Regions from separate parts of the Pan troglodytes genome. Here region 2 is linked to region 1. Evidence: chromatin contacts called from public HiChIP or PLAC-seq data. All regions are on one chromosome and are shown on one strand. Each heading gives the region's core, a stretch centred on a gene start, on an enhancer-like site or on the middle of the called end of the contact. The rest is flanking DNA. Distances are from core to core; before and after follow the strand shown.

Region 1 (2,607 bases), core at 81-2,580:
AAGGTTAGGATGATGTCATTAAAATGTTGAATTTTGAGAGGCCGAGGCGGACGGATCACGAGGTCAGGAGATCGAGACCATCCTGGCTAATGTGGTGAAACCCCGTCTCTTCTAAAAAATACAAAAAAAAAAAAAAAAATTAGCTGTGCGTGGTGGCGGGCGCCTGTAGTCCCAGCTACTCGGGAGGCTGAGGCAGGAGAATGGCGTGAACCCAGGAGGCGGAGCTTGCAGTGAGCCGAGATCGCGCCACTGCACTCCAGCCTGGGCGACAGAGCGAGACTCCATCTCGGGGGGAAAAAAAGTTGAATTCTGAGAAAGAGCAGCAGCAGGCAAACCCAACTGACCTACAGTAATCAAAGAAGCAGAAATGGATTATCCCTTTTGGAATTAAGATCTTGTGCAAATTACAAAGGAAAGAGACACAACTGCAAACAACAAAAGACTCTACCCCCACTTCAGCATCAAACCAGCGGGCAATCTGTCTATGCTGTGGAAAAGGGCTTCTGATCCTGCACTGATCTGGATGACACCCGCACATTCAGTGTTTCTAGCCTATCATCTTTAAAAAAGAAATACTCATATACTTACATTAAAAAGTTCATGTAGAAAACTTAAATTTCCATATTTAAAGCTTAGATCTCTTCCACACGACTCATCCAGGATAAACTTATGGTTTAATATTCTACATGTTTAATTATACCATGTTCAACTCAGTTGGGTTGCCAGCCCTCCACGTGGCTTAAGGTTAAGTACATTTTTTGAAGGCTTCTTGTTTTTGTCTTCTCAGTGGGCTATGTATGCTGCTAATTATAAGGTTTTCAAGCATTTTTCCCCCTTTGGAATTTTAATTTACTCTAAATGCTTGCCCCTTAGAACATTTCCTAGTGTCATTTTATTTTTGACTGTTTTGAATACAAAATCCTTGATAAAGACATCCAAAAAGAGGGAGAATGGGGAACAGGGAGATACTGGGGGGCTTCTGAATTGTCCTTTGAAGTTTTGTCATCTAGATGCTGAGGGTGGTCTCTTTGTTAAAAATTTAACCATCCAGACCTTAAGGCCACACAATTAATATTCCCTCTGGAATCGTAGGGCCTCTGTTTGAAAGAGTTGTCCAGTTTTCAGGCCACATTAGGTAATTTCCCGCCCAGGAGCGTGGCTTGGAAAGAATGTCGGTGTTTTCCTTCAGGTATAGGTGCCTGGGGGTCAGGAGGGGAGGGAAAGGCGAGGGGTGGAGTGGGAGGTGGGTGATCGACAGGGATAGAAACTGTGTCTCCTCCTCCCTCTGAATGCGAAATAGCCAATGAGGTGGCTCGGCCGGGCCGGGCCGGCCGCCACTGCCATATAGTATGCAGCAACCGGAGGAGTCACGTTGGGGGAACGGCAGAAAGCAGCTATCCGTTTACACTACTTTGCTCTAGCAGCTATCTTAATGGTGACTGCGTGGCCGGGGGGAAACCTGATCGGCCAGATCCAGCCGAAACCAGGAGGGAGGGAGTGGGCTTTCCGGAGGGGGAGAGGAGGGAGGGAGACGAAGGAGGAGGAGTAAGAGAGGAGGAAAGAAAGAGGAAAAGAGTGCGAGGGAGTGAGGGAGGGAGGAAAATAAACAACAAAAAATGTCCTCTTCCTCCCCCACCGGGCAGATCGCAAGTGCGGCGGACATCAAGCAGGAGAATGGGATGGAAAGCGCCTCGGAAGGGCAGGAGGCGCACCGAGAAGTGGCGGGGGGCGCGGCGGTAGGGCTGAGCCCCCCGGCTCCAGCCCCTTTTCCCCTGGAGCCGGGGGACGCCGCGACCGCTGCCGCCAGGGTGAGCGGAGAGGAAGGGGCAGTGGCGGCGGCGGCGGCCGGAGCGGCGGCGGATCAGGTACAACTCCACTCGGAACTTCTGGGCAGGCACCACCACGCCGCCGCCGCCGCCGCGCAGACCCCGCTGGCCTTCTCGCCCGACCACGTCGCCTGCGTGTGCGAGGCACTGCAGCAGGGGGGCAACCTGGACCGCCTGGCCCGGTTCCTGTGGTCCCTGCCCCAGAGCGACCTGCTACGTGGCAACGAGAGCCTGCTGAAGGCGCGGGCGCTCGTGGCCTTCCACCAGGGCATCTACCCCGAGCTCTACAGCATCCTCGAGAGCCACAGCTTCGAGTCGGCCAACCACCCTCTGCTGCAGCAGCTCTGGTACAAGGCGCGCTACACCGAGGCCGAGCGAGCCCGCGGCCGGCCGCTGGGAGCCGTAGACAAGTACCGGCTGCGCAGGAAATTCCCCCTGCCCCGCACCATCTGGGACGGCGAGGAGACGGTGTATTGTTTCAAGGAGAAGTCGCGCAACGCGCTCAAGGAGCTCTACAAGCAGAATCGCTACCCTTCGCCCGCCGAGAAGCGGCACCTGGCCAAGATCACCGGCCTCTCCCTCACTCAGGTCAGCAACTGGTTCAAGAACCGCCGGCAGCGCGACAGGAACCCCTCCGAGACCCAGTCCAAAAGGTGAGCGCCAACTTTCCTCCTCCTCCCCCTTCCTCTCCCCCACCCCCTTCCCGGCTTTCTTTTCCTCCAAGTGCTCGCAAACATGGCGCTTACCTTCCCCACCAGCCTGGTCCGGCTGCCCACCTCTC
Region 2 (2,607 bases), core at 66-2,565, 260 kb before region 1:
CAAATTAAACACTGATAAACCAAATGAAACACCTGGGGATCGCTGTCTGTGAAGTTCCTGTAAGCACACAAATTTAGTAGTGTTAAATGTTTGGACGGTGAAGTTAAAATTTCGTGAAGAAATTCCATAAATGAAAGATTATGGAAAAAAGCTGCAAACCACCAGGCTTTGTATGACACACTCGTTGCTTAACCAACACTAATTTCCTTTCCTTTCCTTCCCACCTCCCACTACTGCAGCTCCAGGAATCTAGGGTTTCTTAGGAAAATGATTTCCACCAGTACACAAGACAGGTAGAGTTCAGGAAGGGCCATGACTAACCTTGTGACTGCAAGAGATGAAGATAGGATGGGAATGGAGTGGGGAGAGAGAGGAGGGATAAGGCCTCAGCTCATGTGATTACTAAAGAATTGCTGAGTCAACCTGGGACTGCTGTGGGCAGTTGTTTCTCCTCAATTACTAGGACTGCACAACTAATCTCTACTTATATATCTAATGAATTAGTTCTACCAAACTGGAAGGATGGTCAGGAATACCTTGCAATGACAGTATTATAAACAGCAGCAATTCACGTTGTTCTGGCAGTATCCCTGAAAACATCCCCCTCCCCACAAACAGCACTGGGAACAAAGTCCTGGGAACAGTGTCTAGGACTCGAGTTAAAAAGCGGAGTGCCCACTGCACAGGCTTTAGGGTCAGGAACGTGCTATGCACTTACTAGCAAGCCACTTCCATTCTACCGCTAAGAATTTCTGTATTAAAATGTTTATTACTCTCCCTCCCCCCATGACTAAGTCGGAAGAGGAAAATCCTGTGACTCTTGCAAAGACCTCACGAGACTGGTGGAGAAAATAAGGTGACAAAAATACTAACTAACAGCAGTGAGTACATAATCCTATGGCCGCTCATCCCATCATGTTCGCAGCTTCCACTCAACGCTGCATCTCTTCCACCCGACGCTTTTCATCTTTTCTTTCTAGAGTATGCTAGGCTGCTATCACGTTCATAACTGCGCCAATCTCATCTGAATCTCGGCGGCTGCCTTCAGACCCCATCCCCCAGGGTTCAGGCTCCAGCATCTCCCCTGTCCCGGTGCGGTCCTCCTTTTCTGGGTCTTATTTGGCAGGCACTTGAGGGAAGCCGGAGGGCGTCAGCGCGGGGAAGCGAACACAGCTCACTTACGTTGCTTAGCAACGGACTCAACTCTTCGGCCTCCGCTTCTTCAGGCTGCTGGACAGAGACATACCAGCCCCGCTCAGCGTTGAAGCTCCCCCAGGACGCCTCCATGCTGCTCTCCAGCTGACTACCAGGTCCATCTACGAGCCTCTACCCTTGCCCTGCGCTCCAGTCGTCGGTCGCGCCAGAGGCGGAGCTTTGAGCCCGGCCCTTCCGGCTTTCCGTACTTCACCAGGGCCTGGAAGGAGAGGAGCGAGTCGACGTGATCTGATGACGCGCGCCCTCTTCGCGACGAACAGTGATGATGTCATAGAAGACCCGCCCATCCACCCGCGACCCACATCCGATCGGTACCGGAGCGGGAGGTGAGGGGTCGGCTCGCGGATCCAGCTGCAGAGCGACGTGGGGAATTGGAATGGTGCTTTGGTGAGGTGGCGGCCGCGTTAGGGGCTAATGGTCCAGGGGAGGTACCAGCCCGCCCAGGGCTGCTCTCTGCCATGTGCTGCATGGGCACAGAAACATCGCGAGGTCACCCACCCGCCTAGGTGCTGAACTTAGTTTCGAGGTACTGGATAGTAAGGAATGTTTCAAAAGCCTTTCGCCACATTTTACTGGTGGGAAAACCGAGACTTATAGTAATTTATCCAGGGTCACCCAGCTGGTCAGCTGCTAGACCCGATTTGATCTCTGACGGTGAAGTTAGACTTCGTTGCTTTACAGGATTCTGGGACAGGGCCCTTTCCCCTTACAAGTAAATTCTTTGGTATTTTAGAAGACAGTGAATAACTGATACTATGCATATAACAATCAGCAAAGCTCTCGTCCTCAAAATACAGAAGCCTCTAGTTAAAGGCAGGACATGTGGCAGTAAAGCATCGAAAACAAACAACAGAGCAATATATTAAGAACACAAGCACCGAAGTCAGTCAAAACTAGGTTTTAATCCATGCCTAGCCACTTATCAGCTGGGAGACTTTGGGTGGGTTACCTTACGTCTGAGCTTTAGTTTACTTATTTACAAAATGAGGGTGCAATACTGCACACCTCCCAAGATTCATAATGTACATAAAGCATTTAGCGCAGTATCTGACACAATAAGCACCCATGAGACTATCCTAATAAATATCACCACTAGTAATGGTCATGTATAATGACTATTTCATTTACAGATGACCATTTAACTCATACTTCAGTCTTCCAATCCCAAATGTATTATCTAGAAAATTGTGGGTGAAGAGGATCATTGAGTATGGCTAATGGATCACTAAGCCCTCTGAACTGGGAGCAGGTGGGTTGAAGGTGTAAATTTAATATATACCACTATTATCTACCACTAATACGACTTCCTGAAAAAGTCATCCTAGTCTGGAAAAGATAGTATACTTCCCACACATCACTAAACGTTTTATTTGTCAGCATTTAGCAGGTTAT

Evidence for each region. HiChIP or PLAC-seq counts read pairs in DNA pulled down with a chosen protein or histone mark.
Region 2: an H3K4me3 HiChIP or PLAC-seq map of stem cell-derived excitatory neurons shows a contact between it and region 1, with 5 times the contacts expected there. The contact joins the promoter of SLC38A6 here to the promoter of SIX4 in region 1. A contact is called at or near these places in 1 of 7 Hi-C or Micro-C datasets (stem cell-derived neural progenitor cells) and 1 of 1 datasets of contacts at active chromatin or transcription factors (stem cell-derived excitatory neurons).

What each region holds. Positions count from the first base shown.
Region 1 is chr15:58,724,590-58,727,196 of NHGRI_mPanTro3-v2.0_pri, reverse strand. SIX4 (SIX homeobox 4) reads left to right here and starts at 1,330. Exons shown (of 4, transcript XM_016926174.4): 1 at 1,330-1,435; 2 at 1,644-2,479. The coding sequence starts at 1,433.
Region 2 is chr15:58,980,253-58,982,859 of NHGRI_mPanTro3-v2.0_pri, reverse strand. SLC38A6 (solute carrier family 38 member 6) reads right to left here and starts at 1,315. Exons shown (of 17, transcript XM_054666633.2): 1 at 1,183-1,315; 2 at 1-57. The coding sequence starts at 1,287. TRMT5 (tRNA methyltransferase 5) reads left to right here and starts at 1,544. Exons shown (of 5, transcript NM_001279905.1): 1 at 1,544-1,741.